7 separate regions of the Mus musculus genome follow, and all the other regions are linked to region 7. A link is a contact called in public Hi-C, HiCAR-type and promoter capture Hi-C data. All regions are on one chromosome and are shown on one strand. Each heading gives the region's core, a stretch centred on a gene start, on an enhancer-like site or on the middle of the called end of the contact. The rest is flanking DNA. Distances are from core to core; before and after follow the strand shown.

Region 1 (3,631 bases), core at 724-3,223, 2.0 Mb after region 7:
AATGGTCACAGTACACAGGGCTTTGGGTATGCCGGTAAGTTCCATCCTGTGTACCATATGCAGAACTTCAGGTCTCAGATCACTGGACCTTGCTCCCTTGAGCAGAAAAGCTTAGCCAAAAAAGCACCATGTGCACTGAGGAAAACACCCCGAGAAAACACAAGGAAATGAGAGGAAGGGAAGGGTAATCCTTTTCTCACCGGTTCACCCCAGTTCATCCTGAGTTCTGAGTGGTCCCACTGATACCACGGATCCCTCTCATGCTGTGATCGGTTGGGGAGCATCGGGTAGTCGCCATACCTGAGAGAGACAGCGAGAACCTCTGGAAAGGGCTGTGGTAGTCCCTGACAATTCAAAGCCCTCGCCCCAAAGATCAGAAACAAATCGACATATATATAACTACATCACTTAGAATAGAAGAACTTGCCCCCAAATCAAGATGTCTTAGCACTAAGCACAGAACCAAAGAGGTCCAAAATATAGTTAGAGGTTATGTCAAATCCTGAAACAATATGGCCTTATCTTCTCTTACAAAGAAAAGTCACACAACTCAGAACTAAAGGGAATTTAGCAATCAACTACACCCATATTGGTTGGATAAAACAAAATAGGTACACATTAGAAAAGGCTTTTCTTCTCCATAGCTACTATGTTTCTTAACCACAAGTTGATGTATACCCTCATGCTTCAAACACCTCCTTGGAGGTCTCCCTTAACTTGGTTTTCCCCCCTAAAAATCCAAGGTCACCTTATACAGACTACTGCCCAGGCTGTTCTAGTCCACAACAAAGTAAAAAACAGACAATGGAAACTGGACACGTGTCAAAAAAATGATTGGAAAATAAAAAGAAAAGAAAAATGCTAACACAGGAAGTGACGATGATGTTTAACCACTATTCATAATTAACTTTGTTACAGGGGATAGATAGAGGGCCAGAAGGGACTAACACCAACTGAAGAATGAAGGCTGACATGGAGTGTAATCTGCTTAACCATCAGTGACATTTTCATATGCCTAATGGCAAAAAACAAACAAACAACCCCCTCCCCCAAAAAAGCCAGACATACACAAATATAGAGTACCCCAACCTCAGCAAGGTTCTCAGGACAGGGGTCCAGCTCCCGCCTGGTCAGCACCTGAGCCCAGCAGATGCTCAATCTAAATGAAACGCAGTGCTCTGGATGGAGCCATGGAAGAATCTCACTATTCTGGAGTCCTCGAGGGAGCTATGATAACCTCGGCTTCCTCATTTGAGCAAACAGCCTGAGCCAAGCAAAAAAAATGGAAGTCTTCTCGGCTGCAGCGGCTCAGCCACCCACTCCCACCTCCCCCAACCTAGAAAAGCACCCGCACTAATGACTCTGAGGGGTCACTACAAGGATCCGGGAGAAAACGCCTGGGTCGCACCACCCAATCCAACCGCCTTCACCGCTCCTGACCCGAGTCCTCTACCTCACTCACCCCATGCCATCATCGGGGTATGGCTCGTAGTCTTCCACTCGCATGTTATACTTCTTGGCGGCCGCGGCGCGTTCCTCTGGGGTCCTAGGATATGACCCCGGCAACATGTCCTTGGTCATATGGAAGGCTGGACGCAGAGGGATGCAGGTCAGATGGACACGGTGCTTTAGGCGCCCACCCAGAAAGGACTAAGCCGCAGTGACTGCAGAGGCTGTCGTTTCGCACCTTGCCGGACTACAGCAACCCTGTATCCCTTCTTTGGGCACACGAATCCACCGCGACCTCCCACCCCTTACCCCCAGCCAGGACACCTCCGCCACCGTCCCAAGGATGCCTCCATCCCGAAGCAGTAAACTTCAGGCACCCGCTTCCCACACCGTGCAGACCTCTCCGTGCCTCCAGTGGCACCACGCCCCGGGTTGTCCTCTGCAGCCATCGGACTCCCAGGGCCGCAGCCCGGGCGGCAGCCATCTTCACCTTCTCCGCGGTTCACTCTGCACATGCGCAAAAGCGGGTCACGGTGGCTGAGTCGGGCCAAACGGCGATCTCCGAAGCCAGCGCAGAAGTCCCGGCATCAAGCTGGGCGGGCTTTATTTAAATATGCTGTAGAGCCTGGACGGTGAGCGGCTGATGAGGTGCCAGGACAGACAGCAAGGAGAGAAAACAAAGCTACTGCTTACTTGATATTGCAAGTTACTGTATTCCTTTTCGCCTTCAACCGACTGAGGCCCTTTCGGGGCTGCGCCAGCCGAATATCTCAGACCGCTGTGCAAAGTAAAACCAGCCTTCTGTCCTCACACACAGTCCTTTTTCACATTTAGCTCTTGGTTTTGTTTGATCCTTTCTCCAAATCTCTTTCCTTATATACTCAAAGTTGTCTCAGTTCATCTAAATGTCTCAATCACCTCAACCCAACAAATACAAAAACCAAGCCGATTACTGGAGGCGGCTCGCCTGACCCAGCCCCAAACCTCCCATTTTTCAGGAAAAAAAAAAACAGATTTCAAACAGAAAGACCATAATTAACAAACTCTTAACACAGACTGGGAGACATGTTTGCATACTATTAAGTTTTCGTTTTATTTGTACAAGTAGGGTTTGGATATATTACACATTTTGAGTATGCACGTATTTCCATCAACTCTTTAGACACAATTACTGTAATAGAATCCCTTCTCAAATGTATACCAGATCGACAAACACAGGCGTGTACTATTCAACATATAGATTTGGGGAGGCCTACTGCAGTGCATTTTATCCTCTTGTAGTATCATTAGACATCATCAGAATTAATTTGACAGCATCTGCATTTAACTAATAGCAAACCCTGATCTCATGTTGCTTAAAAGCAATGTTGGTATAGGTTATTCATTTGTTTTTTTTTTATATTGTTTATATAGAACATAGCATATTCTTTTTTAAGAAGAAAATTATATGTATGGGTGTTTTGCCCACATGTGTGTTTGCACTCCACATGCATGTGGTAGTGGAGGAGACCAAAGGGCAGCAGATCCCCCTGGAACTGGAGTTTCAAAGAATCCACAGTTACCGTGGATTGTTGGCCTTCATTCAGGTGCTGGGAATTGAACGCTGGTCCTGGATCCTCTGTCCTCTGGAAGAACAGCCAGTACTCTTAACCCCCGAGACATCTCTCCAGCCCCACAGTGTACTCTTATGTGATGGTATATGCCTTTTGTAAAGTCAACACTTGAGAAATGAAGACAAAAAAAAAAAAAATCAGGAGTTAAGGCCAGCCTGGGCTACATAATGAGTCTAAGGCATATCTGGGCTATGTGAGACTGTGGCGGGGGTGGGGTGGGGGAGAAGTGTATAATGATTTTTAAGTGTATATTACAAACGTGTGTGACTATTACTTCTATCTAGATCTAAAACATTTCATCACTGCCCCAGAGAAATCTCATACCAATTAGCATATTCCTCTACTTCCACACATTGGCAAACACTAATCTACTTTCTGTTTCTATGTTTTTGCCTAAGCAGTATGTGATGGTGTGTATATGCTTGGCCCAAGGAGTGGCATGATTAGAAGGTGTGGCCCTGTTGGAGTAGGTGTGTCATTGTGGGTGTGGCTATAAGACCCTCATCCTAGCTGCCTGGAAGCCAGTATTCTGCTAGCAGCTTTCAGATGAAGATGTAGAACTCTCAGCT
Region 2 (3,640 bases), core at 223-2,722, 2.0 Mb before region 7:
TTTCTGTCATTGGCACGGCTGTCCCCTGCTGCTGTCCACCCCACTTTTAATCCACCCTTCAATCACCACCTCGATATCTTTCCAGCCAAAACACACACTTAAATGTAAAGAGAGGTATTTTAAAAAATCAAAAAAAGCATGTGGTCAGACAAGCTGTCCCTGGCCTTCTCCAAGGAAGAAAAAGGACACACCAGTGTTGGGGACTGGAAGATGGGCGGGGGGGGGGGGGGGGGATCAGTCAGCGGCCTAACATGCCTGGCAGGTTCTATGGTGTCTCTAGATGAACATCCCGCCTACTGACTGAAATCAATTTTAGCAATTTCAGTAGGTCGGCCGTGTGACAACAGGGGCAACCCAGAGCTCAGCGATTCAAACAAAAATCCAAAGGCTCGTCCAGAACATGCTGGGAAAACCCTCGGACAGGATGGAATGAGCCGGCTCAGAGGGATCTTCTGCTTCTATGTAGCAATGCATAATAAATTCTGTCCGCCCGGAAAAAGCACTGATGAATTTCAAAGGCATAGTATGACACGCAGAGGTTCCAGGATACAGAAATCGACAGCACGTCGCCCTTCAAAGAAGCATAATGACTTTAAAGCCTCCTTTCCCTCCTATCTCGAATGTCACCACCGCTTATCAGGGAAAAGACCGTGGAAACCCCGGGAGGGACAGCCTGGGAAATAAGAGAAAGGAGTAGCTTTAGGTCCCTTTGGTGATGGGCTGCCCTGCAAGATGCTGTCATCCAGTCATCCAGGGAAGCATGAAGGGGCCTGGGCGGTGAGCGGAAGCACCGTATACCCAGACACACACCCACCAACACGCTCGGATGCAGGCTGGTCTGGGCCAGCAGCGTAGTGCTTGCCCCCCTCCCGCCGCCCTCGGCTTAGGTGATGGAGTGGAAGGGTGTGCTGATGAATGAATACACCTGAGATGCCTCCATCCTGACACTTGCGCCCTTCTTCCTTTGGCCACTGCAGAAAAGACCCTCAGTAGTTTCACTTTCCAGCGCAAACCCACCAGGGCTCTCCCGTCTCCATCCACCCACACTGCAGCCAGGCTGAAGCGGGCGGACATTCCCTCCTAAGCAGAGGCCATGATCGCACTTACCTTCACCTACCAAAAACGAAAAGGCATAAAGAAACCTGGAATCCCCAAACCTCCCCGCGTCCTAGCAACTTTTCTTGAAGGGACGGGGAGAGGGGACACAGAGCAGCCGGGAGACACGGCTCGGCGAAGGTCCCCCGCGGCCACCCGGGGATGCTCTGGGAGAAGGGGGGCCCCCAGGTCCTTCCAACAGCTGGCCCTTTAAAAGCACCTCCTCCGCGCGCTGAACAAAGGCACCGCTCCGGGGGCCCGCTGCGCCCGCCCGGGAGCTGCCGCCGGAGAGCGCAGCCGCCGCCCGCTTACCTCGCGGGTCCCCGGCAAGGGCTTGCGCGCGTCCAGCCCGGCTCGCGCTCCACGCTACAGTCAGCCCCGCTCTGTTTTTCTGCTACTCCGAGCTGACTTCACCGACACTGGGGCCGGCCAATGGGCGGCGGCGACCAGCCCCTCATTAGCATGGCCTGGAACCGTCCACTCCGGCAGCGCCCAGGGGGCGGGGCCTGGCCGGCCGTGACAGGAAGGGGCGTGTGCGCCAATGGGGAGGCGAGGAAGAGCCCGCCGCCAAGCCTGCGTCCCTGTGAGCGGGGCGCGCGCCCGCGGGTTCCCGCGGATGTCGCGCGCGCACCCGCTAACCCTTTCTACCCTGGGCTGCCCGCGAGTGACTCCAGACGCTGGCCCTGTGGTCTCTATAAGGGTTTGCCCACAGAGAGCTTGAAAAGAACAGTAAGCGTAAAATAACAGTGTGTCCTAGCTATAAACAAATTACTTAACCCTGTGCCCTTTTGCTGATCTGTAAAATGGCACCATAATTCCTCTTGATAAAATGTAGTGAATAAAAGCTTGCCAATGGCACTGTCAGTCTGATTATATTCTACCAGACAGTTGCCTAATGCTCCCTATTTTCTCATTTGATTTTCCCAGCCTTGTGAAAAAGACGTTGTTACTAGTTTCTCGTTTTAGTCTTTATTTATTTATTTATTTATTTATTTATTTATTTATTTATTTATTTTTGGACAGGCGGCTCACGTATTCTAGCGCGGCCTCAAACTCACCGTGCAGCCAAAGATGATCCTTAATCCCACCTTCTGGGATTAGAGGCTGCCCCACATACTCACACCCCAGGCCAACCTCCTGACTCAGCCTCTAGAGCGGATTATTGGCTGCACCACTCTGCAAATTGGGGAGAAAAGAGTTTATTTGGCTTACACTTCCACAACACTGCTCCCCATTGAAGGAAGTCAGGACAGGAACTCAAACAGGGCAGGAGTCAGGAAGCTGATACAGAGGGATACCGCATACTGGCTTGCTCTCCATGGCTTGCTTAGTCTGTTTTCATATAGAATCCAAGACCATGAGCTCAGGATGGCCCATCCACAATGGGTTGGAACCTCCCCCATCAGTCACTAATTTTAAAAATGCCCTACAGGCTTGCCTACAGCCCCATCTTACGGAGGCATTTTCTTAATTGTGGTTCCCTCCCCTCAGATGACCTTAGCCTGTGTCAAGTTGACTTACAACTTTCCAACACAACAGAATAGTCACCTGAGCACAATTAATTCTTTTCTGCTATCTTGGGCAAGAATCTTCAGCCCAACTGTGTTCCTAGTTAGCAGGCTGTGTGGTGGGGTAAGAATAGGACCTAGTGACTGCACAGGCAAGGGGAACCCTGTCTGTAAAGGTTGTTAGATGTCAGGGAACAGTGACAGGTCCTGGCTGAGCACCTGCTGTCCTCAATTCTGTTGTCTGTGTATTTTAATTGAAGACTTCTAGCTGTCTGGGAGCTCGTGCTATAACCAAGGAAACAAGAAGCCTCCAGAGAACCCGGGGTCCCTCAGCACAGGGCTCTGCCTCGCCCAGACCTCATCCTGTTGCTTTGTAAAACACACTTCCCAGGCTCTGCTGTTACCTTATGCTACAGTCTGGACAAACAGCTCTCTGGTCTATAAAATAATAAAGCAGCAAGTATGAATGTGCCTGTATTAACAGTGCACTGTTGCACCAGGGCTGTGAGCTTTATATGCACCGCTACACATCTAACAACAACATAGCTAAAGGCACAGTGATACTAGGAGATTAGCCAAAGAGGTAGGAAATAGAAGGCAGAGAAACTGAGAGTTATCTACCTACCAAATCCAGGCAACAAGGTTTAGAACACACACACACACACACACACACACACACACACACACACACACACACAATGTCAGAACAACTCAATGTTCCGTTTGGGGCTGGAGAGATGACTCAGTGGTTAAGAGCACTGACTCTTCTTCCAGAGGTCCAGGGTTCAATTCCCAGCATCCACATGTTAGCTCACAACCGTCTGTATGTAATGGGATCTGATGCCCTCTTCTGTTGTGTCTGAAGACAACTACACTGTACTTATATACATTAAATATGCACCATTTAACAGAACACTAGGTAGCTATGAAAAATGAGGAAGTATTTTTGGTAATTTTAAAGGGGTGGGGAGCTGTGGAATTGGCTTAATAGTTCAGAGCGCTTATTCTCTTGCTGAGTACCCAGTTCAGTTTCTAGT
Region 3 (3,232 bases), core at 374-2,873, 2.2 Mb before region 7:
AACTGGGCTGCCTGCTCATTTGGAGTCGGCTGGTCAAAGAGCCCCTTTCTAGGCCAGGCCCACCTGTAAGAAAGCCTGAGTGACAGCCACTGTGGTTGTCAGAAAAGCCAAGAGGTGGCTGGATGATTCCACAACTTCCACCTAAGTCCTTCAGCTGCTGGAGGCATAGCCATAAGTCAAAAGGACCCACTGGGATCTTTCACTTCCATTTCCATCCCAGAATCCCTCTGAGATTTAAAAAAAAAAAAAAAAAAAAAAAAAAGACACATTTACAAGACTGGAGGAGCAAGTTTAAGGTTAGCTTCAGCAGACAAGTGTACAAAAGAATGGAATGTGGTCCCTCTAGGTCAGGCATCCCTGAGGTTTTTCTATCTCCTTAATTAAAAGATATTTAGTAACACCCCCGGGGCCCAGCGGAGTCACGCGCGCGCGCGCGCGCGCGCACACACGCACACACACACACACACACCTATATGAAAGGACTAAAAATCTAAAGTATTGACTCTCAGTGGGACATATTCCTTGTGTTTGGCCCAAATCACATAGCCAAAGTGTGGACTTCCAAATACCGAGCCTGAGTCTAACAGGGGGTTGCATTTCAATTACGGGCCACGGGTCTAGCAGTCTGCGATTGAGCCACCCGCCCTCCCACAGATAAGACCCAACCAAGAAGTTTTCAATCATCACCACCACACACCGTTAGTGCGCTTCCCCAAAAGGAAATGGCCTTATCGCGAATAACCTGGAGGGCAGAAAGGTGATCTAACCACCTTAGACAGGGAGAGACTACGGAGGTTTATCTGGGGTTATTTCCCAACTCCAGTGTTTCCTGTGAAAGGCTTTACAGAACCGAGAGCCAGCCACGGGTCATATCCGAAGAGTGTAAAATTGTTGTTTCGGTTGTTAGCTGAACGAATCCCATTCGCCTTCCAGGGAACTTTTCTGTACTCCATTCACCTTCCAGGACTTTCTATTGCTTCCGATTAGCTCTCCCCAACTCTTTCACTGTGAAGAGCAAGGAGTGTTAACTCTTGGCGCACAGGGTCTGCGGAGCCCCAGGTCTCCACGCCCAGGCACAAAGCTTGTCTGCTTGCCGCGCCGCGCCACGCTTCCGGGGCGCAGAAAGAAAACTGTCTTTGGCCTTGACTCAGCGCGCACCGAGCCCGCTTGCCCCGGAGCGCGGCGGTTGGGACGGGGTGGCAGATGGCACAGAGCGCTCGGCGAATGGCGCACCTGGATGCGCCCCACCGCGATCCCCTCGGAGCTCCAGTCACCCCGACCTCCATAGGGACGCAGCGCGCCGCCACCCTACGAAACCACCCCGTTCCCACGCGCGTCCCAAGACGCTCTTACCCGGGAAATGGCGAGAGGTTGTTCGAAGTCCTTGCCGCCCACGAGGCGGAAACCCCAGGGACCCGGGCCCTGGAGAACAATCTGCTGGGTGGTCATCGCTAGGCACAATCGGAAGGGACAGACAGGCAAGGCACAGAACTGCACGGCGCGCGGGGCTCCCGGAGCAGCTGTCGGAGAAAGAGCGCGCGGCGGGAGTTGGGAGATCCTGGGACGGGCGGGGTCGCGAGCGAGGGCGGGGACAGATCCGCCCCGGCCGCGTCGCTGCAGCCCCGCCCGGCCCGCGCCTCCACTCCCAGCGGGCCCGCAGGACCTCGCCAGACTCTAATCCGGGAGTTAGGCTCTTCAACTCCGCCCAGCAGCCCCGAACCTCCGCCCGCACCTCCTCCCGCCCTACCCACAGCCTTCTTGCTGCTCCCAACCCGGCATGAAAGCTAGGTGAGACCTAAGCCTTGTCCCCACCTACAGCAGACCTTACAAACCCACGCGTTGTGCTTTGCAAAAAGTCGAAAAGGATTGAGCGAGGTCAGAGCGGTTTACACTTTTGGAAACCGCAGAGCCGTTTAAGAGGCGCTTTCAAGTGATCTCACCTGACGCAATTAGGCGCTTTATCTCTAGTCCCATTTTAGAGATAAAGTCATTGAGGCTGCCCGAGATTATAAAGCACCCCTAAGGCTACGCAACAACTCGGGGTTGCTACTGAATCATTTTCCAGGCTCCTTGGGCCACCCTGGAAGCTTTCCAATGCTAATGGGACTATAACGGTTGGGGGGGGGGGTAGTCAGGGGGTTATAATTAGGCTCTACGAAGTTCCTAGAAACCTTTCCTCCTGGCTGGAGTTGAAATTGAAGGTAGGTGAATTCTGACGTTCCCAACAATTCCATCATGAAGTCCGGGGTGGACCAATGCCGGGAAAGCGGTGAATGGAAATTCCAGGGTTCAAAGCTCCCTATCAGTTTCTTCTGTGAGCTGCCCCCAAAATAAGTTCTCAAAACAGATTAAACCACAACTCATGCTGTCCACTGATGCTTCTTCACCCTGAGTAAAAATCCAACCCTTTAAATGCCTCTAAGGCCACTCCAAGAACGACTTGAATCTGCTGTAATCTGTCTCCAACTTTGACCACACTGGCCTCCTACTCAGAGCTTTGCCATCACGTGTATCCTTCCCCCAGATAACTCAAGGGTTTCTTGCAGATACCATCTTCTGGTTAAGGCCATTTCTGAGAGCCATTTAAACATCCCCTCTAGACCCCCTTTAACTTCCACTGCCTTAATTCTCTGCCCATCCCTGTGTAGTCTATAGTTTACTTATTAGTTTGTCCTACCCACATTCCTAAGCGCTAGTTTCAAGACCTGACGGGTTTTTATCTTGCAAACAGCTCACTGCGGTGTTCCCCGCCTAGAATAATCTCATGATGGATGTAATACATTAGCCAACCTTAGGACCACTGACCCCCTCGTGGTTTTCCTGGTTCCCATTCATTCGGGAAGCTGGACACAGGTTGAATGGATTTGTGAAAAGTGCAGCTCCTCGCGACCCCCCGCGGTCCTGGCCAATCTTTTGCGGGTCTCTGCACAGATTTACATATGAAAGGATCATCTTGTCCCTCACCCAACACAAAGGCCTGTGACGGCCAATGAATTGCTCATTTTTAGAAATCAAGGTCATTCCTGTTTTCTAGAACTTTTAAAACCCCTTCTTGGGCTGGAGAGATGGCTCAGCGGGTAAGAGCACTGACTGCCTATTCCAAAGGTCACGAGTTCAAATCCCAGCAACCACATGGTGGCTCACAACCATCTGGAATGGGACCTGATGTGTGTCTGAAGAGAGCAATGGTGTACTCAGATACATCAAATAAATAAATAAATAAATAAATAAA
Region 4 (3,235 bases), core at 33-2,532, 2.5 Mb after region 7:
TCCAGAGTGGCTGAATCCGGCTGTCATTGCGTGGAAGAGGGTTGGGAGGCTGAGTGTATTTAAAGAATGTGACTGGATGCAAAGGACTGTTGTGCACTCTCCCGTGCACGAAACACCAAGCCTTCTGTGAGTTGGCCTGAAGGATTATGGAATGAAGATCTATGGAGCCACGTGATGGATGAGACTGACTGTGGCTGCCCGAGACTGAATGTGGGAAAGGTCGTGTGGGTGTTAAGACTGTTGTTTTCGAGAGGGTAAAAATATTTGTGACCCCAAGAGAGACTTTGGGATGTCTGCTGCGGAGCCAGTGTAGGTTTGAGCTGTTCGTTCTTGAGATTATTGGGGGTCAGGTATCCCTCCCACCCCCTTTGAGCAGCGACCCTTCTCATAGCAAATGACCCCCGAGGTTCGGCTAGGGAGGCTGGAGCCATGCCAGGGACAAGCCTGGGCTCGCGGCCCGAGGGTGCTGTGCTGGAAAGGGAGTGGGATTGGTGGGGGTCTTGGGGGGGGGGGGCTGGTAAGTTGCTGGAAAGGGCCACCAGGTGGCGCCGATTTGGAAAATCCAAGCGTGTGACCTCCAGCCTGCTGGGGGTGGGACAGACAGCGACCGAGCCAGTCCCTCAACTTGTGCCCAGGAGCCGGCAACTGGAGAGGGATGGCTGACCCCCTCGGCCTCCCCATGGACCGGGAAGCTGGAGACTGAGGAGGGAAGCTTCTCCTAGAGGAGCGGAGGGGGAGGGGCGGGGCTGGCGCCGCGCCTTGGCTCTTTGTGCTGGAACAATGACCAGCTGCCGCTGGCCCTTGGGCTCCGGCAGGGATAGGCGATGGTGACCCGGCTCGATGAGTCTCGAGCCGGCCGAGCCTCCTAACACACACACACACACACACACACACACACACACACACACACACACACAGAGTCGCTAGGCCACTCTGGGAGGAATCCCGAGCGCTACCGAGCACACACACACACCACACTTAACACACACACACACACACACACACACACACACACACACACACACACACACACACACACACACACAACACACACACACACACACAGTTGCTAGGCCACTCTGGGAGGAATCCCGAGCGCCGCCGAGCAGCCCCCGCGTGCGCCCTGGCTGGCACGCGTGACGTGGGTTACTTGCGCGTGTCCGCTCCCCGGGGCGGGAACGCCCCTCGGACCCCTCCCCCCATCAGTGCGCACCGCCCACTCGGGCCGGGCGGGGGCCGGTCAGGGCCGGGGGCGCCGGCTGGGCGGAGGCGGGGCCGAGCCGGGCAGCTCCGAGTGGCCGCGCGCGGGCTGGAGCGGGCGGCGCGCCTGTGGAGTGCTGGGGCGGCCCGGGGCTGAGCATGGAGCAGCGCGGCGGAGGTGAGGGGTCCAGGGCTGAGGGTGCCCCAACTTCTAAGCGATGCGGTCCGGTGGGGAGGTGGCATTCCATAGACGCCCCCAGTTTATGGAAGGAGCGGACTATTGTGGGTGGCGGGGGGGGGGGTGGGGGGACACGACGACTCTGGGCTTTCAGTCTCGGAATGGCAACTCGTGATCCCAGACTGGATCCTGCTTGACTGGTCTCTGGAGTTTGAGTGTGTGTGTTTGGGGGGACTTTCCCCAACTCTCCAACCCCAGCCCTGAGGTCAGAGAGTTGGGACGTGGGCCAGACTCATCTCAGGCCCTGGCGCGGCCCCAGACTCTAGAACCCCCAGCTTACTTGCTGGGGTGGGGGCGCAGGGGTCTGTGTACCATAGTGATAGGTCAGGGAGTGCTGGGGAGAACCAGGGCTTTCTTTTTCCCACAGCTACAAACGCATTTCTCAAAATGGAGCCGCTTGCCCCTCCTTCTCTCTTGGGCCTCAAAAGCGGGAGCCAGGCTGGCTAGGCCTGGCTTTCCTGACGCCTGGCCCTCAGAGCTCAGCTCTGTGGCTCCTCTGGCTTTAGGGGTCCTTGCCTGTGTAGCTTCAGCGACCCTAACTCATGGGTCTGCCTCTGGCTCCTCGTGTCTGAGCCTCTTGGCCTTTGTCTCTTCTGTCTTCTGGCTCCTGTCTCTCTGAGTGTCTACCCCGGCCCTTGCCCTTCCTTCTGGGTCTCACTTTCTGTGTCCTCTGGAGTAGGGACAGGAGTGCCAGCCCCTTCTCACTCCTCACTATACTGTGGAGCAGTCTCCATCCCTAGGCTGGACCTTTTGGGGGCGATCTCAGTACCTACCCTACAGAGAAGTTGCTACACTTCAGTTCCTACCCTAGCTCTTAGCAACTCCTTCCTCACGCTGGACTCCTGTGAGTCTCTGGTCTTAACACTTAGAGGCACTTAGTGGAGAACAATATACAAAGATAAGATGGGGCAAGGGCGTCAGGCACTGTGATCTCACCTTTCCTCAAACTCTTAAGTTAAAAAAAAGTTTTAGGGAGGAGGAGTCCCCATTCACATTGGTGGCTTTGAATGTCACCCAGGTCCTCATGCACTCCCAGAACGCTCACTTATACAGATTGGTCCTGGGGAGCTTTCACACACTTTTCTTGTGTACAGTAGGAATCCATGTAACTGTCCCAGGAGAACTGCAGGCGTCCTGTAGAGATTTGTGTGTCTCAGTCTATGAGAGACTTGACTCAATGGACCCAAAGAAAGGAGGATTTTCCCTAGAATTTCATGCTAGGAGAAGAAGCAGAATGGCTTACTGAGGATAGGTGACTGGAAGATTTAGTGGTATTTACACAAACCTCACATATGTGTGCACAAACTGGTATATCTATCCAAACATTTCTCTTTTTGCCATATAGTGACATCCAGAGCCCACAGATTCATTTGTTTTATACACATTAATAACTGTGTGGTGTGCTTTCTAAGTTACGAAACTCATAACTTTGTAAAACATAAGAATTCACACATACAGCCTGGTGGTGGTAACACACACGCCTTTAATTCCAGCCCTCAGAAGGCAGTAAGAGGTGGATCTCTGAATTCAAGGCCAGCCTGCTCTACAGAGCAAGTTCCAGGGCAGCCAGGGCTACACAGAGAAACCCTGTCTTGGAAAAACAAACAAACAAAAAACAAACAAAACAGCAAAAAAGAATTCACAGTGGGCAGTGGTGGCGCACACCTTTAATCCCAGCACTTTAGAAGCAGAGGCAGAAGCAGGCCGATTTCTGATTTCAGGGCCAGCCTGGTCTACAGAGTGAGTTCCAGGATAGCCAGGGCTATACAGAGAGAACCTGTCTCGAAAAACCAAAAC
Region 5 (3,519 bases), core at 903-3,402, 2.4 Mb after region 7:
CCATGTTCTTATGCTTTCTTTATTCTTTTTATGCGCTGAGTGTGGAATGGAACAAATCAGATTAAAAGTTTTGTGGCTAGGACTGTTTGGGAGTTCCTAGTGTAGAAATAGCCAGCACAAAGTCATCGAAGGGCCAGGAAATAATCTGCACTAAAAGGCATAAACATATTCAACATAGTTTTGTCACTTACTGTGTTCTTTTCAAATGTAAGGACTAAAAGCAGTGTAGTGAATTCTCAGTTGCAAGCTGCCCTGGGTTTGAGTGTTTCTTCTCTCACATTGTTACTACCTGGTATACAGCTGCGAGTTCTGGAGAGACCCGTGGTTCCTCTTTACCTCCTACCTGCCAGCCTATTGGTCACTTTATTCTCGTTAATTCTTCCTCTTGAGGGATACCAGGAAAGAGAAAAGGGGTGAATTTCAGGTCAGTCTAGTGTGCTTAGCAACAGAAGCAATTCAATCTCAGTACAATAAATTTGGAAGACCTGTTCAATTTTTTTGTGTGTGTCATTTAGGAATTTGCTCCAGCCAAGTGAGGGAACATTCCTCTCAGTTAGAGCCTGGACATTTTTGAGATTGATAGGATTTGTTTTCTTTTCTTTTTTTTTTTTTTTAGTTCCTTTGAGACAGGATCTTGCTACATAGTCAAGGCTGGACTCAATGTCTATTTCTTTCTCTCTTTAAAAAGATATCTTTTATTGCATTCATTTCGTGTGTGTATACGCTGACAGACGTCATAGGATAGCTCACCGCACTGAATCAGTTCTCTCCTTCTGCCATGTGGTCCTGGGTCATGAAAGCAAGTTCCTTTATACCATGAACTATCAGCACAGCCGCGGCCTTCTCTCTTGACCCTCCACCTCCGTCTCCCAAGTACTAGGATTACAATAGGATTACAAGCCTTCCCTAAAAAAAAAAAAAAAACTGGCCGGGTACTGCAGGAAATCTGAAGCCCAAAGGAAAGAGAATCTTGTATTTGTACCAATTACACGAGAGAATCTAAACCTGTTTACATTGCTGGGTTTTATTACTTAAAATTACCCAGAGAAGATGGGCAGTGGTGGCCCACGCCTTTAATCCCAGCATTTGGGAGGCAGAGACCGGCCATTTTTCTGAGTTCAAGGCCAGCCTGGTCTACAGTCAGTTCCAGGACAGCCAGGGCTATACAGAGAAACCCTGTGTGTGTGGGGGGGGGGGGGGGAAGTGGGGGGGACAAGGGAAATTACCCAGAGAAGTGAGTAACTATACCCATTCTATACACATGGGAAGTGAAGTTTTAAATTACTCTGACCAGTTCCTCGGTCTGCAAAAAAACCCAGCTGGAGAGATAGCTCAGTGGTTAAGAGTACTAGTTGCTACTTCCAGAGGTCCTGAGTTCAATTCCACCAACCCTAAGGTGGCTCACAACCTCATGCTCTATTGTCATTCAGGCATACATGCAAATTGAGCACCATATACATAAATAAAAACTTAAAGAAATCCAACCTAACAGCCTCTTCAAAGCACAAGTCCTTTACTGATAAGGAAAAGAAGTCTATGTGCTGCGACTTCATGGGGAAACCCATTAGAGACAAAACGCTTTGACAGAATAAAAATGTCTAATTCAATGACTGAGTGCTCCCCCGCCCCCTCCCTTACAAAACAAAACAAAACAAAACAAAAAAACGGAACAACTATATCACAGTATAGAAGATCCCTCACAGAACGGTCAAATCACATTATAAGAGAAGGAACAGAAAGGAAATGGTGACAGCATTTTGGCCTAAGATGCCAAAGTGACTATGAAATATTAGGGCAGCTGTAGCACAATCGTCACAAATGTTGGCCATCTTCACTACAGACAGCTGCAGGCTCGGTTTTACTTCTGCAAATCTCACCCCTAGCCCTCGATCAGGCGGCTGTCGCCAGCTGTCGTAACACCCGCCACTGCCTCTTCTTTCCCACTCCCACGCACCGGCCAAGGCCGCCGCGGCCCCGACGAGGAGGCGCGCGCCCCAGGCGCACGTGACGGGCCCGGGGAGGGCAGTTTTCAATCTCCCCTCCCCCTTCCAAAAAACCCGCCCTCTCCCGGCAGGCGGAGGCTTTCTATTGCGCTACCACCAGAGTGACCCTCAGGTCAGCCAATCGCGACGCGGCACCTCAAGAAAGGCCCGCCCCCTGATGGTCCTCAGGTTCCTTCCCGCTCACACCGGAGTCACTTCCGAAGAGAGAACCGCCATGAAGAGAGTAGGGGGTGCCGCCCACCTCTGCACCGACAGCCTCCCCGAGTCCCAGCAGCAAGACGGCAACCACGCACCCAGCTTCTCCAGCCACAGCTCATGCCGCCGTCGCCAGCGGCGCCGACATGACAAGGCGCTGCATGCCCGCTAGGCCAGGTTTCCCCTCATCCCCAGCCCCGGGGTCGTCGCCCCCGCGCTGCCATCTGAGACCCGGTAGTACCGCCCCTGCTGCAGCGGGAAAAAGAACAGAGAGTCCTGGGGACAGGTACAGTGCAGAGGGCTTGAGAAGGGGCCGGGTCGCGGGGGCACGGGTATAGGGGAGGACTACGGACGGCTGCTCTTCAGTTCCCGCCATCCTCAGCGAGCTCAGGCCTTGATGTTCTGGGGCCTGCAAGCCCTCGCCCCGCCTCCGCGCGGGGGCTTCTGGGAGTTGAAGTCTCCTTTTCTGTAGTTGAGGTGTTGCTTTTGGTCTAGTGACCACCAGCCTAGATGGCTGCGGAGAGCCCGCTTTAGGTAGAAGGTTGTTTTTCTCCTTTTCGAGCGCTTGCCCTGGGGCCCTCCCTTCTCGAAGCCTCTATTTAGATCGTTCTGATCCTGGTGGTTTCTTGAGTTTAATTATGTAAGATGTGATAAGGAAAACCCACGAATTACTTAATAGTACAGTGTACACGACCATTCATACTAAAAACATTTTTGGAATGCGCCTGTTTTCTCTTTGAGTGACTTTCTCCCTCACCAACAGACCTTTCTTTTTCTATTTCCTTTTTCTTCCTTTCTTTTTTTATATGGTAAGGATTTTCTGGGAGCTATGTAATGATGGAGAATTTCATCATATGACATCCTCTGACAATAAAACATTCAAATTATCTACGAACTTGGTACTGTCTTTTTTTTTTTTTTTTTAAGAATTGGTAACAGACGTTTTAAGTTTATGCTTTAATATTGTAGCACAGATTCACAATCCTTTATCTTAATTCTGAAGGACAGAAGGCTGTGAAAAACAACTATTTTCATTGCTTCCTACCACAGCCGCCTTGGCAGCCAAGCCAGGTTGATCAGAGCTAATATAAGGTTTGTGGGTGGTACTGAGTGTGAGTGTTGATAAGCTTTGCTGGAGAAATAGTAATATTTTGGCTACAGGTTGCAGCGCCAGATCCTGCTGGGGGCTGCACATAATACATTCAAGTTATTTCCCCTCCAAAATCCAATAAATTGAGAATTCTAACACGTTTGGTTCCAGCACTTTCAGATTAAAGGCTTGTAAAACTGTCATAATTTTTTTTAACCAGTTATACATAAG
Region 6 (3,382 bases), core at 414-2,913, 2.6 Mb after region 7:
CTTTCACTTTTAAAGCACAAATGCTTCCCAAGAACTTCCTTAGCAGTCGGTCTCGGGCGGGGGGTGGGGGTGGGGGTGGGGAGTACAGAGACAGAAGACACAGTGATTCCTACTAGAGGCGCGAAGACTAACAGTAAACGCCGGCAACGATTAAGATGGAAAGCGTGTCTAGGACCCTGACGCTGGGGATTTTGATAGTGGCTCCTAGGGCTGAAAGCTCACAGTTCCTCATTTAGACCTGGACAGCTCCCACTCTACATCGGGCAACGATCACCGCCCCCAGTTACAGCTAGGGACCTCCCCTAGAGTGTCTCCATTCCTCCACCAGGCAAGCCCTCCTCGCGCCTTTTCCAAAACATCCTGCAATTCTCGCTTCACTTCTGCTCCCAGGCCAACAGTTAACGCGTCCTCCAACCAAGGGATTGCCTAGCACCACCATCGGAATCTGCCTGCCCTCGTTCTTTCCTGGCTTAAAAGCCGCGGGCTTTTCCTTTTCTAGCTTGCCGTTGGGATTCTCGCGACAATCCCGAAACCTCGCGTGAAATTCGCTTCCCGTCTCCTCGGAGTTTGGGATTGCCTGTGTACAGCTCTCTTCTACCTTGTCGGAACCCCTCTGATCAGAGGCAGCGTCTCTGCTGACTGAACGCTCCTTTGAGGAGGGCTCGGCCAAAGTCAGAACTGCGCGGTGACTGCAGTGCTTCTTCCTCGCAGGGTAGAGCGGAGCCGCCGCAGGCCGCGGACGCACGCGCAGTCAGAACCTCTGACGCCTTCTGGGCGGGGCCTATATAAGCCCCACCCTTCCCTTGCCTAAAAGCCCGGTTTCCTTCTGCTCCTCCTCCTCCTAGGAGCTTGGATTGCGGTTTTTGGAAGCTGTTTGGGGGCCGGCGGGGGCGGGGCCTGCCATTCTCGGGGTGGTGGGCGGGCCTCCGGGGATGCTTTGCTTCCTGCCCCTAACCCAAAAGTGCCACCGTGGCGTTGGCGGAGGTCTCCAGACTGAACACTTTTGGCCCCGACATGCTCGAATTTTGCAACCTGTAATCCGGAGCCCAGAGACGCCCTATGGGGAGTCACCCGCCGGCCTTGCTGCGGCCGCTAGTCAGTTCCGACCTCTAATCACCAGGCTCCTCCGCGGGTTCAAGCACCTGCCCTATATTGGGAGGGAGGTAGCCAGATGTGGATGGCAGCTGGAAAAGCTTATAGTCTAGTCTGCGCCCCAGTGGAGAGACTGGGTGAACACAGCTGCAAACCGTGCCCAGAGGAAGCTGGCCCCGAGCCTGGCCTCCAGAAACGCCCATAGTGTTGAAGTCAATTTTACATTGAGTAAAATTTCTTAGCCTTTCCTTCTTTCTATATTGTAGCTGTTTGCCGCTCTCCAGACCTAAATCAGATGAGACAGGACCTGAGGCTCAGCCAACAGTTTGAGCTCCTCGGCCATTCCACCCCTATTCTCTTCTCATAGCCTTTGCTTTCCCAGTGGCGGCGTCTGGTTACGCGGCTCTGTACACTCATTGTGACTTTGGGCTAGGGTCGAAGTGAAAGGCCCAGGAGGGTCCTTGTGAGACTGGATAAAATTATCGGCCTCGGGGCCAGGGAAGAAGGCGGGTATTCGACATCTGGGGGCGGGGAGAAGAGGCGGAGGAGTTTCTCTTTGAATCTTAAGTCTGTGGGCTGCCAGCGATCCCCTGACAGAAGCAGGGGTGGCCTGCGGGTCTGGCTGGCCGTGCATGCGACTCTTCGTTCCCTACCGTTTTTTTTTTTTTTTTTTTTTTAGGTTGGAAATCCCAGCTGTTAAGGGCCTAGTCCAAGGCACTAGGTGAGTCGCTGGTATGTCCCCAGCACCATCACCCCAACCTGAAGTTTTTACATCAAGTGTAGTTTTATCTATCTCTGGGGCAAAGATGCATCAGAGTTGGGTGGTTTCTGGAGGTGATGCTGGTGTGTGTGTGCGCGCGCGCGTGCATATATGTATGCATGTGTGTGTGTGTATACGCGTATGTCTGTGTATGGGTGTGTGCATCCCTGCATGGGTGTTAGTGATCATTCCCCGATACACTCTCTCTTTATTCCCTAGTCCCCAAGACCAGCTTAATCAATTACCAACTGGCATAAACCCCTGGGAATCACCAGGCTTCTTTGTTAGGGCTTCTAGTTGGCTACAGGGTAGCAGAGGATAGAATCAAGCTTTTATACAGCCTTGACTTTATCTCTGACCTCCAGACCTGGCTTCCCTCTCCTGGCAGGGTGCCACCTACGCGCCGATGCCCCGAGTGTTCACAGGGCTTCCAGCTAACTATGCTGCACCTACCTTGGCGCTGTCCTTGCTACTACCATTATTGCTGGTGGTGTGGACCCAGCTACCCGTTAGCGCGAGGCCGTCCACAGGCCCCGATTACCTGCGGCGAGGCTGGCTGCGGCTGCTAGCCGAGGGCGAGGGTTGTGCTCCCTGCCGGCCAGAAGAGTGCGCTGCGCCGCGGGGATGCCTAGCAGGCCGGGTGCGGGATGCGTGCGGCTGCTGCTGGGAATGCGCAAACCTGGAGGGCCAGCTCTGCGATCTGGACCCCAGCGCTAACTTCTACGGGCGCTGCGGCGAGCAGCTCGAGTGCAGGCTGGACGCGGGCGGTGACCTGAGTCGAGGAGAGGTGCCGGAGCCGCTGTGTGTCTGCCGCTCGCAGCGCCCGCTCTGTGGTTCGGACGGCCGAACCTACGCGCAGATCTGTCGCCTGCAGGAGGCCGCCCGCGCTCGGCTGGACGCTAACCTCACTGTGGTGCATCCGGGGCCCTGCGAATCGGGTACGCAAGTCCAGGGCTTTTAGTACCAGGAACCCTGGCTCCCCAAAGGCACTACTCCCGGATCCCCGACAGCGTTGCTCTGTGGTCAGCAGAATGAATAGTTGAGGGAGACCATGAGCCTCAAAGGCTGCCAACTAAAAAGCAGGTTGAGATTTGTTGCCAGGTTTGAGGTGCCTAAGAGCTCTATCCAGGCAGGTCCTTGCAGGGACTGGCCTCCGAAGGAACAGGCACATAGCCAATAGCTGGGTCTGAACTGAAAGGACCCCCCTTCACCCAAAACTTTGCGTAGACTGCTGGAGCCCTGTGAGATGCATCCTGTTAACCCTGGCTCCCGCCTATCAGTTTTCTCACGCATTTAGGAATTAGAGAAGGGAAGATAGCTTCTTGCCTCTCTTGTCCCTCATCCTTTGGGTTGGGGTTGGGGATGTTCAAGCTTGTGGTTTTCGTTTGGCCACCCACACTTCCTCAGCTTTTACCTACTCTATAGTCTGGCTAGGCTGGAGTTGCAGTGGAAATAAATGCACTAGCAGGGGCGGGGGGGGGGGTCCCAACAGTTTTCTGCCGTGCAACAAGGAGGTTTCAGGTTCCCCTG
Region 7 (3,315 bases), core at 514-3,013:
GTGGCCAGGAAAACAAACCACGGGGCAGCAGATATTCAACAAAGGCCTGATGAATGAAGCAAACTTGATTTGTGCCTTGCAAGATCTGTGGTCTGCTGGCTCAGGCCCATTCTGCTAAACTAGTTAACATAGCTCTGCTTCCCAGCATCCCACATTTAGCGGTTCCTGGTTTCCCTACCAGGCCTACCTGGGCATTGGCATATGATTCAATCCAAGTATTTGACAGTTTGGCTCTCCCTGGTCTACTCAGACCGAGGACCATGCTTTGATCCCCAGCTTAGGCTATGGCAGGAAGTAGAGAGAAGGACAGGTTACTTTACTCCCACAATTCCTAGCTCAGCTGATGACGATTTTTTTTTGTTGTTGCTGCTTTTGTTTTTTGCTATGGAACCATTTGACTAGTATCTGTCTCTTCTTAAGGGACCATAAATCCACAGGGGTAGGCACTGGTCTGCTCATTATTTTCGGCCCCAGCACTGGCCCATTGTAAGCAATAATATACAACCATTTTGCTGAGTGGTCAGCTCACCCGAGGGGGAAACTTTTTAGGAAGGCTCACATCTAACCTATCCCATAATCAGATCTGGTAAGGGATGGGAAGGAGAGTAGTGGATTGGGAACTACTATTTTGTAAAAGCTCCAAGGTGTTCACCTTCATTCCTTCTCTCAAACTCAATCGAATGGTGTCTTTACAGGGTTTTAACACAAACACGACTTGATTAAATTTGTTATTTACACAACTCGGCCTTTGGCAGTAAGGACCCCACAGCCGTACTGAGATCAGTAAGGAGAACAGTAATCAGCTAAGAAACTAAGCAAGTGGGAATTAAGTATCTGGCAGTGGAAATAAAGAACAGACTCAAATGCTAGAGAGAGAGCCTCTACAGGGTTTGGTTAGCATTCAAATGTAGATGAAGAGGCATTGGAGATAGATGGGAAGGCAGTGAACAGAGAGGAGAGACACAGTATGAACTTTTCAAATATTTCTTTTTTTCTTGTATAGTTCCGAGATCGAATCCTGGGCACTTCACCTGTTTGCCAATCACAGGGCTATACCATTCGCGCCACCAAAGCGTTCAAGCCATTTTTTGACAAGTCTGCAAGATAGGAATGAGATAGGGTCGTCTAGAAGTTGGGAGTACGATAAGCTAAAGCAAAAAAAGGGGCCGGGCTGGACGCTCCCCTTCCTTATTCTAAGAATTGCAGAGAACAATATTCAAGAGGTGAGTTCGGGGGGGGGGGGGAGAATTACAGGAAGAGACCGAGTCGAACGGCATGGAATGAGGAAGGCAAAGCTGGATAGTGTCATAGAAAATAAATGATAATGTCCAAGAGCTTCAATGACTAATGCTTAAGTTAGACAGCCTGAAAATACTTGCAGTGGGTTTGGCGACAAGGACACTGGCTGCAACAAGGACATTTTCTGCGGGGGGCAGAAGCTGCAGTGTAGAACTCAGCACACACAAGGAAGGAAGTAGAGACGCTAAGTGCAGATTACGCTCGAAGAAACTCGCCCGTGGACGAGGAAAGAGACACGGTTATGATTGAGCAGGACGTGAGAAGATTTGAGCGCTTTCACAGCTGAGGGTTGAGATGGAGGATGGACGATACAGGAGATAGAGGAGCGTCAACGCCCTCCCGCCCTCTCCATTTGCCGGCCCCGCCCCCCACGCGACGCGACAGGGGCTCGCGAAGACTACAACTCCCAGGAGGTCCCGCGGCGTGGGCGGAGCCAAGGCCTGGCGCGCACCCCAGCGGCGAGCGGAAGAGCAGGCGCTTCATGGTGGCAGCGGAAGCGGAGAGCGACAGCGTCCCGGTAACCACGAACCCTTGAACCCGATTCTTTCTCTCCCTGAGCTGGTGCTGGTTGCCCTCGCGTCTTTCCTCCGGCTCGGGAGAGGACCCTCTTTCCTCCTGTGTGTTAACGCTGGTTTTCTTTTCCTCCGGTGACGCGCGGGGCAGGCCCCCGCCTGGGGCGGAGGTTATTGGGAAGCTTCCGCCCTTCGACCTGTTGGAGCCCCGGGGCGGGAGGGCCACCCTCCGGTCTCTTCTGTTTTCTAAGGGGCCGGAGGCCTGCCTTGGGCCTCTGCCCTAATGCTTCTTTCTGGTAGAAATCGTCTCCAGTCACCAGGTAGCGAGCGGGGTCTTAGGACCCCTCTGGGCTGCGGAGCTGTGGACCACCGAGGTGGCTTCGGGACAGCCCGGGGCCGCGGGCGATTCCCGGGCAGTGGCACTTCTGCTCCGCTGCTAGGACCCCCGGGCTATGGGCTGGCCGGGAACAGTTTGTAAAGTAGGATGTTCTTCCTGCTCTTCTCGGGCGGTCCTCAGAAAACTTCCAACCCACTTTATCGAAAGTTGTCTTACAAACTTTTTTTTCGTCGCATCTGAGTTGTGAGGGAAAGAGTACGGGGTTTATAGAGTCTGAATCCTGAGAGGATGATGGGTTGGCCACTTGATGGACCTGTGGTCTTTTGTAGTCCTATTACCACCACCTTGGTTTCTCTGTCTGGAAAAAAAAAGAGGGGGTGCAGGGTCTTTTGTACTATGCTTTTCAGTGTTATGATCTATGTGTGAGACGTTTGTGCTAGAAAACATTTAAAATAAAGTTCCTGTACCCTCTCTTGTGTGGTCCAGGTCAGTTGGATTTTAAAATCAACGGTCATGTCTTTATGAAGACCGGAGTTAATGGTGTCTTTAGAAACTGCGATGAAACCTACAAGTGTTAAAGCAAGGTTTCAAGCGGAGAGGTGACATTAGGGCTTGACCACCTGTGGAATCGGTGTCAAACTTCGAGGCCCATCAGCATGCGACACACAGCCAGCTGCCCCTGTTGCTCGGTTTCCGCTCTTGGAAGCACTACACATGACAAGCATCCCCTAAGACTTAGAGCTCCCGAAGCTTGGTGCTGAACCACCAGTGTCTAGGGTTTGTGGGTTGCAGGCACTACTTACTCATGTAATAATAGCTGCCTGAGCTATTTAGCGCAGGGTTGAGGTGTCTGTAGTTCATTGGTAAGATTGCATAAGGCTCTGAATTCTCTCCCTAGTAGTAACCACAACAACAATAACAAGCAACAGCAGCCTTTAATCCCAGTACCAGAGTCGGAGGCTGGCTGGTCTCGGAGATTTTGGTAGCCTAGTCTGGGTAGTGAATTCCAGGCCAGGAAGAGCTCCTCTTTAAAAAAAAAAAAATTACTCTTTTTCACTCTTAGGGTTGCCTAGGTTTCCCATAGTGCTGCTCTGACGTGGTTATTGGGTATGCTCTTAAGTAAATACTTTTCTAGAGATTGCTTTTCTTTTTCTTTCTTTCTTTTTT

Evidence for each region. Promoter capture Hi-C pulls out the DNA fragments that hold promoters and counts their contacts. Hi-C and Micro-C count contacts between places; a contact is called where the count stands out from the background. HiCAR-type assays count read pairs that join an accessible place to other places. Capture Hi-C pulls out chosen DNA fragments and counts their contacts.
Region 1: a promoter capture Hi-C map of liver shows a contact between it and region 7, with 5 times the contacts expected there. The contact joins the promoter of Ndufb8 here to the promoter of R3hcc1l in region 7. A contact is called at or near these places in 3 of 39 promoter capture datasets (the 3T3-L1 cell line, liver and pre-B cells), 1 of 484 Hi-C or Micro-C datasets (CD4 T cells) and 2 of 9 other capture datasets (adipose tissue and liver).
Region 2: a promoter capture Hi-C map of pre-B cells shows a contact between it and region 7, with 5 times the contacts expected there. The contact joins the promoter of Sorbs1 here to the promoter of R3hcc1l in region 7. A contact is called at or near these places in 2 of 39 promoter capture datasets (liver and pre-B cells).
Region 3: a promoter capture Hi-C map of pre-B cells shows a contact between it and region 7, with 5 times the contacts expected there. The contact joins the promoter of Pdlim1 here to the promoter of R3hcc1l in region 7. A contact is called at or near these places in 1 of 39 promoter capture datasets (pre-B cells) and 1 of 484 Hi-C or Micro-C datasets (CD4 T cells).
Region 4: a promoter capture Hi-C map of liver shows a contact between it and region 7, with 3 times the contacts expected there. The contact joins the promoter of Lzts2 here to the promoter of R3hcc1l in region 7.
Region 5: a contact with region 7 is called in a Hi-C map of CD8 T cells, with 4 times the contacts expected there. The contact joins the promoter of Slf2 here to the promoter of R3hcc1l in region 7. A contact is called at or near these places in 1 of 39 promoter capture datasets (pre-B cells), 2 of 484 Hi-C or Micro-C datasets (CD4 T cells and CD8 T cells) and 1 of 9 other capture datasets (liver).
Region 6: a contact with region 7 is called in a HiCAR-type map of astrocytes, with 7 times the contacts expected there. The contact joins the promoter of Kazald1 here to the promoter of R3hcc1l in region 7. A contact is called at or near these places in 1 of 39 promoter capture datasets (liver) and 1 of 115 datasets of contacts at active chromatin or transcription factors (astrocytes).

Annotation. Positions count from the first base shown.
Region 1 is chr19:44,553,469-44,557,099 of GRCm38.p6, forward strand. Ndufb8 (NADH:ubiquinone oxidoreductase subunit B8) reads right to left here and starts at 1,974. Exons shown (of 5, transcript NM_026061.3): 1 at 1,849-1,974; 2 at 1,463-1,589; 3 at 201-300. The coding sequence starts at 1,933.
Region 2 is chr19:40,512,264-40,515,903 of GRCm38.p6, forward strand. Sorbs1 (sorbin and SH3 domain containing 1) reads right to left here and starts at 1,473. Exons shown (of 29, transcript NM_178362.1): 1 at 1,108-1,473.
Region 3 is chr19:40,269,993-40,273,224 of GRCm38.p6, forward strand. It overlaps Pdlim1 (PDZ and LIM domain 1 (elfin)), which reads right to left and starts at 1,624. Exons shown (of 7, transcript NM_016861.4): 1 at 1,354-1,624. The coding sequence starts at 1,449. It overlaps Gm41845 (a long non-coding RNA gene), which reads left to right and starts at 1,574. Exons shown (of 3, transcript XR_877853.2): 1 at 1,574-1,788.
Region 4 is chr19:45,016,853-45,020,087 of GRCm38.p6, forward strand. Lzts2 (leucine zipper, putative tumor suppressor 2) reads left to right here and starts at 1,283. Exons shown (of 5, transcript NM_001130526.1): 1 at 1,283-1,378.
Region 5 is chr19:44,928,967-44,932,485 of GRCm38.p6, forward strand. It overlaps Slf2 (SMC5-SMC6 complex localization factor 2), which reads left to right and starts at 2,153. Exons shown (of 20, transcript NM_001081225.2): 1 at 2,153-2,484. The coding sequence starts at 2,345.
Region 6 is chr19:45,074,424-45,077,805 of GRCm38.p6, forward strand. It overlaps Kazald1 (Kazal-type serine peptidase inhibitor domain 1), which reads left to right and starts at 1,664. Exons shown (of 5, transcript NM_178929.5): 1 at 1,664-1,813; 2 at 2,241-2,790. The coding sequence starts at 2,259. It overlaps Gm35782 (a long non-coding RNA gene), which reads right to left and starts at 686. Exons shown (of 4, transcript XR_877888.1): 1 at 599-686.
Region 7 is chr19:42,517,042-42,520,356 of GRCm38.p6, forward strand. It overlaps R3hcc1l (R3H domain and coiled-coil containing 1 like), which reads left to right and starts at 1,764. Exons shown (of 7, transcript NM_177464.4): 1 at 1,764-1,816.